Regions from separate parts of the Mus musculus genome. Here regions 1 and 2 are each linked to region 3. Evidence: chromatin contacts called from public HiChIP or PLAC-seq data. All regions are on one chromosome and are shown on one strand. The core of a region is the stretch at or near the end of the contact, and the rest is flanking DNA. Distances in the headings are between cores, read along the strand shown. Region 1 overlaps Rnf216 (ring finger protein 216). Region 2 overlaps Rnf216 (ring finger protein 216). Region 3 has its middle 5.6 kb from the start of Actb.

Region 1 (3,453 bases), core at 366-2,865, 160 kb before region 3:
GCCCTCTGTGGACACCAGACACCCACACATAGTACACACACATGCATATAGGAAAAATACCTATGCATATAAAGTTAAATTCAAAATCACAGGGCTACCCAAAATGATTTTTAAAATGGATTATCTGTTATTTGTAGTTATTATTACCCTTGTATCCAAGTTGTCCTTCTAACCAGTGGCAGCCCCTTTGTCCTAATCTGGTAGTCTCTGACCACATCTGCTTTCTGGCATGGTAGAGTGGGCTGGCTTCTCTGGTCTTGCCTTAGTTGTGCTTTCTGTTGTTACTTCTATAAGGAGGAAGGGGTTTATTTGGCTTACATTATTACCATATAACCATTCATCATCTAAGGAAGTCATGACAGCAACTGAAAACAGGGCAGGATCCTGGAAACAGAAGCTGATACAGAGGTCATAGAGGGTGCTGCTTAATGGCTTGTTCCTCATGGCTTACTCAACCTTCTTTCCTGTAGAATCCAGGACCACCAGCCCAGGAATGGCACCACTCACAATGGTCTGGGTCCTTCCTCATCTAATCACTAATTAAGAAAATGCCCTGTAGGCACATGTTTTGGCCAGGCATTGTGTCTGTGCCTTTAATCACTTGAGCAGGAGGGAGACATGTTCTTCCTTATGAGTTTGAGGCCAGCCTGGTCTACATAGTGAGTTCTAGGACAGCCAGGCCAGGGCTACATAAGAGAGGTCTATCTGGGAAAAAAAAAAATTATTTTTTACTTTTGAGTTCCTACCACACTCCTTCTTTATGGTCAGCTAGTTTCTGCCTTCTGCAGCAATATACAATACAATATACAATATACAAATGCTGTTTGCTTCCCAACTTAACCTGCAAAGTGTGTTGTCAGACTTGGTTTTGGCCCCTTTAGCTTTGTGTTTGCTTTTGCTGTTCGTGCTATTGCAGAGTGTTTTGTGTTGGTGCGTTCCTTTATTTACTCTGTAGATTTATGCTCTGGTAGCTTTCTCATCTACTAGACAATGTTAAGAGAAGCGGCACCGTTAGTAATGTGCATGAGATGAGGTGCATGCTAGTGGTTTGTGGTTTCTTTGTACCTGAATGTGTGATGCTTTTCTTCTTCAGCATGAAGACTTCTTGCTCGCCCTGCAGATGAATGAAGAACAGTATCAAAAGGTATTTTGAAATCTCACCAAGTTAATTTATTCTGGGTTTTCTCATTTGGGCTTTTAAAATCAAACTTTTTCTATATAAAATCCCCTGTTGACTTGTCAGTTTGTGGTTCACTCAAGTCACAGTCAGTAACATCAGCTAGAGGAGGCTGTCTTTATACAATACCAAAGCGGAACTAAAGGAGATAGATATGTTCTTAAAGAGCATGAGCAGAAATCCATACTACAAAATCTTTTATGTGCTTGGCCCTTTAAATGACCCTAGGTTCTTCAGTGGCAGTTGGCGTTTGGACTTCTAGGAACAGGAGAAGATATAAAATTGAGCCAGAGGCTGAGGGAAGGAGGAAGAAAGGAGTTGGAGAGAGTAGTATTAATAGGGAAAAGTCAGGAGACTGAAGGGTAGGTCAGGGAAAAAGAAGGAAGGTTGCACATAGGGTTAGAAAAGAGTAGAGATAAATGAGAGACAGTTAAGTTAGCTGGACTAGTGGACTGTGAAGACATTGGTGACAGCTGAGCCAGAGAAGATACTGTTAGGAGACAGATAAGAGAAGAAGCCACGAAGAACCACCGTCAAATAGCTTTATATACATTTACAGAGAAAACATTATAAAGCAAAATGTGACATTTTTACATTTTAAATTTTTTACTTTTTGGGAACTAGAGAGATGACTCAGCAGTTAAGAGCACTGAGTGCTCTTCCAGAGGTCCTGAGTTCAATTCCCAGCAACCACATGGTGGCTCACAACCATTTGTAATGCGATCTGATGCCCTCTTCTGGTGTGTCTGAAGACAGCTACAGTGTATTCCTATAATATACATTAAATAAATAAATAATTAAAAAAAAATTTTTTTTTCCCCAAAAAGCTACAGAAATCCACTCCTCAGTTCTAGATGGAAATGTAGAACTCAGATTCATTGTATGTAGCCTTGGGCCAGGGGTTGCCATACTATATCTGCCAACCTGTTTAGGGGCTTTTGTGAGCATCCTGACAGTGAGCAGGCCTCTGGCTGGCCCTGTCTCATCAGTCAACCTGACATTACATTTATTTAAGGATGTGACTTAAACTGCTTTCCTCATTCTCTTAACCAAAAGCAAAGATTGGCTTAAGATCTCTTCACACTCCTGTCTTCTGACAAGAGGAGCAAAGCCCAGCTTTACAAAGCTTCTGGGACAATGTGTCATGCTATTATTAACCCTTTTATAGTCATATCAGCATCTGTCGGAGCGGCTGCTTGCTGTTTTTACTTATGGTGTACACTGATATCCTGAATTAGACTTTTTTTTTTTAATTTAATTGCTTTTTGAGACAAGATCTTATTCCATAGCCCTTGTTGGCCTCAAACTCTAGTTCCCCTTTTCTCAGTATCCTTAGTACTGTTGTCACACATACATGGTACCTAGCTTCTGAGCTAGGTTTAAATGTTTCTTGTTATTAGGTGTCTCATAGGAATTGGTGTTGACCTCATTGTGTGTCTAGGGCAAGGAAGTGTGTAGGGCTGTAGATGAGACCTCACTTCTTGGGGATGGGTTATGGGGTATTAACATATATCTTTTTTGGTTTATAGGATGGCCAGCTGATTGAATGCCGCTGTTGCTATGGGGAGTTTCCATTTGAGGAGCTGACACAATGCGCCGATGCTCACTTGTTCTGCAAAGAATGTCTCATCAGATATGCCCAGGAGGCAGTGTTTGGATCTGGAAAGGTAAGTGTGCTGCACATAAGTAAGAAAGGTGACCGTGCTTATGAACAGGAGCACTTGTGTGTGAGCACGGTTCTGCTAAATGGCTGATAAATGCACAACCTGATTTGTGTCGTGTTGGTCCTGACTCACTCACACCATATATCTAGCTCCACAGGGCTCCTGTCTCAGCTCACCTTGCTGGTCACAGTTAGAGAAGTGGTGAGCTCAGGATTCGTCTTCATTTTATTTGCGCATATAAAAATGCTTTAGCATTTTTCACATACTTTAAAACGGTTTTATAGTTGCTTTAAAATGACAGTACTGACATAGATGGGGAAAGAAGAAGAGAGGTGGCAGGGGAAAAAAACCTAACACAGTGACTCAGAACATGGCCGTGACCTTTTATTTTTATAGATTTTCATATGTGGTACTGTATTTGCATCACACACAGACATACACACAATCCATCCAACGTCGTTTGTACCTATTATTCCTCAAATTTTTGACCTCTTATCTTTTATTTGTGTGTGTGTGTATCTGTATGCATTTACATAGCTAAGTTAGTGCTATATATGTGTGTTTAAGGGTTTATCCCTAGAGAAAAATGATTCTCCCTCTGTCAGCAGCCTC
Region 2 (3,356 bases), core at 644-3,143, 140 kb before region 3:
TTGATGAGCTACTTTCTGGGTGGGTGGATAGGCGGTGTGTTTGATTTTCCTGGGTCTGGGACACCTCACATCTGGGATCATTTTCTCTGTATCTGCTTAGTTCAGAATCTTGGAAAGAGCAGTGGGGTTATACTAGAAATACTTCAGTGTCACTTAACTCCGTGGTGCTAGGAAAAGGGTCCTTCAAGACTGTCTTTGCTTCAGAGATAGCTGCCTGTGAACTCTTTAATGTCTAGAAATTTCACATATTCCTTAATTTTTAGCTTTTAATTTAGAACCTGGCGTTCCTGACAGGCACAATCAATTGACCATGACAATGAATCCAGTTGGGCTGGTCAGGGCCTGTGCTTTCATCTTTAAGACCTTCTGTAGGAAACAGTCCGTTGCTGCAAATAGCACTGCGTCTGATGGCTGCTCTGGCAAGTTTCCAAAAACCTTTCTCTTGTATTCTAAATAAGTGAATGATTCTAACAGAGCAGTGAAGGCTGTCTCTTGTGAGACTATGCCGGGGCCTGGCAAACACAGAAGTGGATGCTCACAGTCAGCTATTGGATTTATAACAGGGCCCCCAATGGAGGAGCTAGAGAAAGTACCCAAGGAGCTGAAGGGATCTGCAATCCTATAGGTGGAACAACAATATGAACTAACCAATACCCCTTCAGAGCTCGTGACTCTAGCTGCATATCAATCAGAAGATGGCCTAGTCGGCCATCAGTGGAAAGAGAGGCCCATTGGTCATTGCAAACTTTATATGCCTCAGTACAGGGGAACGCCAGGGCCAAGAAGTGGGAGTGGGTGGGTAGAGGAGTAGGTGGGGGAGCGTGTGAGGGACTTTTGGGATAGCATTGGAAATGTAAACGAAATAAATACCCAATTAAAAAAAAAAAAAAAAGAACAGAGCAGTGAAGTAGAATTGTCACTGGAACACTCAGTAGGTGACTCTGCCTGCCCATGGCTCTGGTAGTTCCCAGCAGCAACTCCTGCTCATTGGAAAGACATTCAAAAACTGAACTATGTGGTCATCAACAGAACATTCACCCTGACTTCCTCACCAGAGAAACAGGAGTGCCATTCCTTCCTATTCCATCTATCCCTCCTCAGGGCTCTGGGCTCTGGAAAGAGACCAGAGAGCTTGTGGCAATCCAAGTCTCCCTGGGGGTTTTCAGGCACACACTATTCCTGCAAGGGAAGGCTGGCCATCTTACTGCTCTCCTCCAGGATGCTGTGTTGGAGCAGTCTTCTCTCATGCTGACTGTCACATAGAAGGTAGGCCCCGAGGGCTGAGAAGTCACTGAGCTTAACAGGACTCAAGTGAGAGGAGCTCAACTGCAGAAACAAGAAGTTTCCAAGGTGCTGGGTCCAGGTCACATTGCAAGAAGGAAAAGGGGTCATTATTTGCAAGTTCAAATCTCTAAGTCCTTAAAAGTAAGTCTTTGCAGGCTGAGGTGTGACTCAGCAGTCAGTCACTTGCCTTACTCAAGTTAGGCCCTGGAATTAGGCTTACAGAGAGAGAGAGAGAGGGAGAGAGGAGAAAACTGTTTATTCAGGCACATTTTTAAAGCTCAGTATGGGCCAAGATTGTATCTGCATTCTTCTCTCCATTTCTACAGTGTATGCTTCATGGAATTTTTTACATAGTTTCCACAAGGTCAGGACAGAAATACATGCTAATGCTACAGATTTTTAAAATGCACATTTTGAAAGTGTTTTTGCTTTTGTCCAGGTCTTCTTAGCATGCATATTTAATTACAAGGCATGAGGATTAATGGGGCTTTGAATATTTAAAGCTCTTCTCCTGAGATTCATTTGATTTAATTACTCCTGAGATAGGCATTTGCAGCCTTGGTGACTTGCCATTTGGATGGAGTGTAAGAGGAAAGGGGAGGAAGCATGACTTGTGACAGGCTCAGCTTTGGGCTTCTTGCTTCCCCTCAGTGCCCCTCCCCTCCAGCTTTTAGCATCTCTTTGTCTCTGTCTGCCTTCATGGGGTTCCTCTCTCAGTGCTGTTTGCTACAGCTTCAGTGCTTAGTGTGCAAGCCCTGGCCCTGGGGAAGTGGGCAGCAGAGCAGTTTCTCTAGCCCTGTGTCTTCTTTCCCTGTTGCTGTGATAAAATATAATCCCAATGCAAAAAAGGGTTTGTCTGCTTGCAGTTCAAGGGTCAGTTATCATGGTGGGTGAGGCAGGGTGGCTAGAGCTTGAAGGATGTGTTCGCTTTGTGTTTAGAAAGCTGAGCATGATGAACGCTTGCTGCTGGTCAGCTCTTTTTCTAGGTCTCCAGCCTAGTGCCACCCACAATAGATGGGTCTCAATATCTCAAGATAATCCCCCACAGTCATGTCCAGAGGCCCATCTCCCAGATAGTTCTAGACTCTGTCAACTTGACAGTTAAGGCCAACCCCCTGCTCTTCCAAAGACTCTCTTTAGTCCATGTAGTCAGAGTCCTGAGGGCATAGAGAAGGGGCAAATTTTTTCCCAGCTCATTTCTGTCTTTAACTATCCATGTGTGTGTGGTGGTTGTGACCACAGGAAACAAAGCAGCTGAAGGTCCACTGCTCTTGCCTGATTTGGCTCCTGCCAAGTCCACTGTGACTTGAGAGCCAGTGCTGTCCAGAGTTGTGACTCACAACCCATGAGAGACCTCAGGTCACTTGTCACTTGGAGACCTGTGCTTGGGAAAAACAGGCCATAGTTGCTGAACATTTGCCCTGTTCAACCCCACGCCCTATCTAGTTGCCCTAAGGCCTGTGTGGTAAAGAATCCTCAACCCTTCACAAACTTGCCTGTGTACCCAAGCCTTTTTCCTCTTGGAGAACTAAATAAGTTACCTGACTTAGAGAATGTGTTTGAGCATGTGTATTCAGAAAACCCACATCAGGAATTTTTAATCCCAGCCCTCTGGAGAGAATCTTTTTGAATTTGAGGCCAGCAAGGTCTAAGAGTTCTTGGGCTGTCAGAACTTCACAGTAAGACCCTGCCTCAATAACAACAAAGGTCTAATAAAGTGGTTGTTTTACTGTGTCCTCCTGTGTCTACCTCAGGAATAATGATATTTATCATTCAGTTTACTAGAGGGCAGGAGCCACAGAAGTTTTAGTTGTTTTACTTTCCATTCATGAGGTGCCTTCAACAACCTTGGATGCCCATTGAAGCAAGTGCTGTTGCTGCTGCTAAGATAGCTGCACAGTGCCTTTCCCTTTCCAGAGGGGGAGAAAAGCACTAGCTATGGACTGGAGACTACATGGGCAGGTGAGTTCATCTGCTGCCCATCCATCAGCCAGCCTTGGTCTAGAAACTCTGGGAAGTTATACTGCCCAGGGCCTTGAAAAGCACAGTTGGTACCTCTTAGTCCCTAGTAG
Region 3 (3,526 bases), core at 302-2,801:
TACTATTTATTTTTATTCTGTGTGCACTGGCATTCTGCCTCCCTGTATGTCTGTGTGAGGGTGTCAGGTCCCCTGGAACTGGAAGGGGACAGACAAAGACAGGTGGTGCTGGGAATTGAACCCAGATCCTTTGGAAGAACAGCCAGGGCGCTTAACCTCTGAGCCATCTCTCCAGCCCTGGATGACCCATTTAGGGTTCAGCACTTTCTGCTCACTTGTTCTTAGCACTAGTCTTAGACTCATGACTGTGTTCACAGCTGACCCCTTGAGAAAGGCTGTTCTGGTTAATGTTAGGAGCAACGTCAATGTATGGGTGTAAGCATGAATATTTGGAAGGGAGCTTGACAAGATATTCATTAGTAAAACAACAGTAGGAGATTCCTCCCTAGGGCCTGTGATCTTCAGAGCCATGGGCTTTTGGCAAGGTTTACAGTCTACACCTACATTGCTTGCTGGTTTCCAATCAGAAAGCAGTGGTTACCGCCCTAGCCTTCATGCCAATGCTACTACACCAATGAACAGATCTTTGGCAGGTCACCGTTGTAGCATGCAGGCTTCGCTGCTGGGTAATACCACTGATGCTCACCCCTACCCCACCCTTGTGGCCTACATAGCTAGCACCTTCCAGAACCATGAAAGCTAGCCAGCAGAGAGGAATTTTTCAGGTCAATTCAAGGGGGATTTTTTTCTAGGCTCTGAAACCAAAGACTAGTGTGTCTTCAGTAATAAGGTCTTACCATTCAGTTCTGCTGGACAACTGAGAACAAAACCAGCCCTTTCGAAATTTTATTTCTTTTTCTTTTTTCTTTTTTCTTTTTATTTTGAGACAGGGTCTTACTATGTTGCTTAGGCTAGCCTGGAATTCACTAGATAGGCTGGCTTCAACCTCATAGAATCTGCTTGTCTCTGCCTCCTAGGTGCTGGGGTTATAGCTGTGCATCACTATAGTCATTTATTTTTTTTTTTTTAAATAGTCTTTCCTCCCGTTTTCCTAGTCATAGTCCCTCAGCCCCTGGAAGAGCTGGAGTGATAGGCCCATGCCACCATATTTGGTCTGATACTATCTCGTTTGCTCATCTAAGGAACAGGGAGATTCCGGCTGACTGGGTAGGGGTGTGGCAAATTAGGGGTAGCTCCTAGTGCCCTGTAGGCTCTCAGCAAGCTGGGTAGGCCAGGAGGGAAGGCACAGGCTGACCCCTAGGGCTCAGCCTATGAGTCAGCTGTGGCCAGACACACCTACATCTACCCAAGTCTCCCTCCCAATTCCACTTCCTCCAAGGCGGGCAACCCTAGGTAACTACACTTCTCTACTTACAAGGGGCATTTCCAAAAGCCAGAGCAGGCTGAATTTTTATCTATTTATTTATCTAATGGTTTTTAGAGACAGGTTCTCAGTGTGTAGCTCCGGCTGTTCTGGAACAAGCTGGCCTCAAACTCACAGAGGCCCACCTGCCTCTGCCTCCTGAGTGCTGGGGTTAAAGGCGTACACTGCCACACTGGTTGTTAAAGCTAAGTCCTCTACTGATATTGACTACATGATCCAGCATTGGCCTGACCTTTAGACCTTGGCTTCCTATACACTCTGGACTGTCTACCTGTTGTATTGTTTACTGTACTGGAGGTGGAATCCAGGGTTTTGTATGCTTCAGGGGCCACTCTTTTTTCATTTGTTTGAGTCAGGGTTGCTCTTTGTTACTCTGGTTGTTCTAAAACTCACTGTGTAGACCAGGCTGGCCTCGGAAGTTAAAGATCTACCTGCCTCTGCCTTCTTAGTGCTGGGATGAAACATGCGCACCACAACACCCATCAGGAATTAGCAACTGCTTGAGCCATACCTCCAGCCCCTCACTGTAAGGACCTAGGCAGATGCTCTACACTGAGCCAGGCCCCAACCCCGAACTGGGGTAGTCTAGGCGGGTGCTCTACCACTGAGCCCCCCCCCAGCCCCCCCACCCCAGGAGTAGTCTAGGCAAATGCTCTACCACTGAGTAATTTCTTCAAACTCTCTGAGACAAGTTCTTTATATACCTTTGGCAGACCTCGAACTGGTGATCACCTTGACTGAATATCTGAACTAGCTGGACAATGAGCCAGCTCATTGTCACCCCATAATGCGCTCTGGTCTACCTAGACAACCAGCAGAGTGCAAGGTCAGCCTCTGGGTGACAGAGAGCTGGTGGCCACTCCCCTGCAGGCTGTTCATTTGGATCCAGGGATCAGCCCATACCCTAGCCTCCCTCCATTCCTCACTGCCTTCCCACTGAGCATTGGGTAGCATTCCCATCTGGAAGCAAGGAACAGGAATCCTGCTTGCCCTAGGGCAAGCAGAAAGGCCTCTACTAGTGCGTATGAAGGGGAAGACCTGGAAGTTTCTCTTCTGTTTCTGAATAAATCACTCTGAATTTGAAAGTCTGGGAACTCCCCAGAAGGGTGGGGCAGTTTTTCCTGGTGCCCTAGGGGGCCAAGACAGAAGGTAGTTTTTAAAAGGATTTTTCAAAACTCTCCCAAGAACTTTAATAAGTTCCCCCATTTCAATGGAGCGTGCTTCTAATCTAAGTGCTTGGCCTTGGATTTGAGGCCAGGCTGGGCTACTGTATGAGAACTTGCCGTAAAGAAAAACCAATGAGCAAACACGGGCCAGTGAGATGTCTCAGTGGGTAAAGAAGCTTACCACCAAGCCTGATGATCCCTGGTGACCCACAAGGTGAAGAGACCTGACTCTTCAAGCTATCACATGTACACAGCCCCCTCTACACACACTCAGAATTCATCACTGTGTAAACTGAGTGTGGTACCGTTCCCCGTGACGCTGGGGATCAAGAGTTCTAGGTCAGAAGTTAGATGCCTCAGTGGTTAGGAATACTTACTGCTCTTGCCGAGGACCTGAATTCCGTTCCCAGCGTCCTCATGAGGTGGGTTTCAACTGTTTGGCACCTGCATTCATGTGCTACACATAAACTCCTGCAGGCACACACAGGTACACCTAAGTGAAAGTAATACATAAACCTTTTCAAATATTTTAGGCTGGGCAATGGTGGCGCACACCTTTGATCCCAACAGTCAGGAAGTAGAAGCAGGATGGTCGTCTTGAATTCGAGGCTAGCCTGATCTACAGAGCTAGTTCCAGAATAGCCAAGGCCACATAAAAAAAAAAAAAAAAAAAAAAAAAAACAAACAAAAAAAAAAAACCTATCTTGAGGCTGGAGAGATGGCTCAGTGGTTAAGAGCACTGACTGCTCTTCTAGAAATCCTGAGTTCAATTCCCAGCAACCACATGGTGGCTCACAGCCATCTGTAATGGGATCTGATGCCTTCTTCTGTCTGAAGACAGCTGCAGTGTACTCATATGTATAAAATAAATAAATCTTCAAAAATTAGGAGGGAGGCAAACTCCCCTTCCCAAAAAAGGAAAAAAGAAGTCTCAAACACACACACAATAACAACAAAAAACAAAACCCCTCCATTTATTTGTGTGTGGAGGTGGGTGGGTGGGTGTGGGTGTGGTGGGGAATGTGTGGTGTGATTT

Evidence for each region. HiChIP or PLAC-seq counts read pairs in DNA pulled down with a chosen protein or histone mark.
Region 1: a contact with region 3 is called in an H3K27ac HiChIP or PLAC-seq map of the HPC-7 cell line, with 5 times the contacts expected there. The contact joins two enhancer-like sites. A contact is called at or near these places in 6 of 39 promoter capture datasets (the HPC-7 cell line, the SN4741 cell line, epiblast stem cells and 3 more), 4 of 484 Hi-C or Micro-C datasets (the G1E-ER4 cell line, bone marrow-derived macrophages, granulocyte-monocyte progenitors and 1 more), 24 of 115 datasets of contacts at active chromatin or transcription factors (the HPC-7 cell line, Th17 cells, bone marrow-derived dendritic cells and 21 more) and 3 of 9 other capture datasets (adipose tissue, liver and pancreatic islet).
Region 2: a contact with region 3 is called in an H3K27ac HiChIP or PLAC-seq map of bone marrow-derived dendritic cells, with 4 times the contacts expected there. The contact joins two enhancer-like sites. A contact is called at or near these places in 10 of 39 promoter capture datasets (3T3-L1-derived adipocytes, the HPC-7 cell line, the SN4741 cell line and 7 more), 9 of 484 Hi-C or Micro-C datasets (the G1E-ER4 cell line, beige adipocytes, bone marrow-derived macrophages and 6 more), 37 of 115 datasets of contacts at active chromatin or transcription factors (the HPC-7 cell line, the SCID.adh cell line, T-cell acute lymphoblastic leukemia and 29 more) and 4 of 9 other capture datasets (adipose tissue, liver, macrophages and 1 more).

What each region holds. Positions count from the first base shown.
Region 1 is chr5:143,075,118-143,078,570 of GRCm38.p6, reverse strand. Rnf216 (ring finger protein 216) reads left to right here. Exons shown (of 17, transcript NM_080561.4): 10 at 1,094-1,144; 11 at 2,707-2,844. Among named protein-coding and RNA genes, the nearest start is that of Rnf216, 36 kb to the left of the region's middle. Within about 2 kb of position 1,615, at least 11 of the 459 cell types and tissues checked have an H3K27ac peak or open chromatin away from gene starts, as enhancers often do. A contact at or near this core is called in the HPC-7 cell line, where this site is marked.
Region 2 is chr5:143,047,003-143,050,358 of GRCm38.p6, reverse strand. The region is part of intron 13 of Rnf216 (ring finger protein 216); the gene reads left to right. Gm43380 (a long non-coding RNA gene) reads right to left here. Exons shown (of 3, transcript XR_003955828.1): 2 at 1-3,356. Among named protein-coding and RNA genes, the nearest start is that of Gm43380, 9.7 kb to the right of the region's middle. Within about 2 kb of position 1,893, at least 145 of the 459 cell types and tissues checked have an H3K27ac peak or open chromatin away from gene starts, as enhancers often do. A contact at or near this core is called in the HPC-7 cell line, bone marrow-derived dendritic cells, liver and 2 more, where this site is marked.
Region 3 is chr5:142,910,561-142,914,086 of GRCm38.p6, reverse strand. No RefSeq gene overlaps it. Among named protein-coding and RNA genes, the nearest start is that of Actb, 5.6 kb to the right of the region's middle. Within about 2 kb of position 1,551, at least 80 of the 459 cell types and tissues checked have an H3K27ac peak or open chromatin away from gene starts, as enhancers often do. A contact at or near this core is called in the HPC-7 cell line, bone marrow-derived dendritic cells, liver and 2 more, where this site is marked.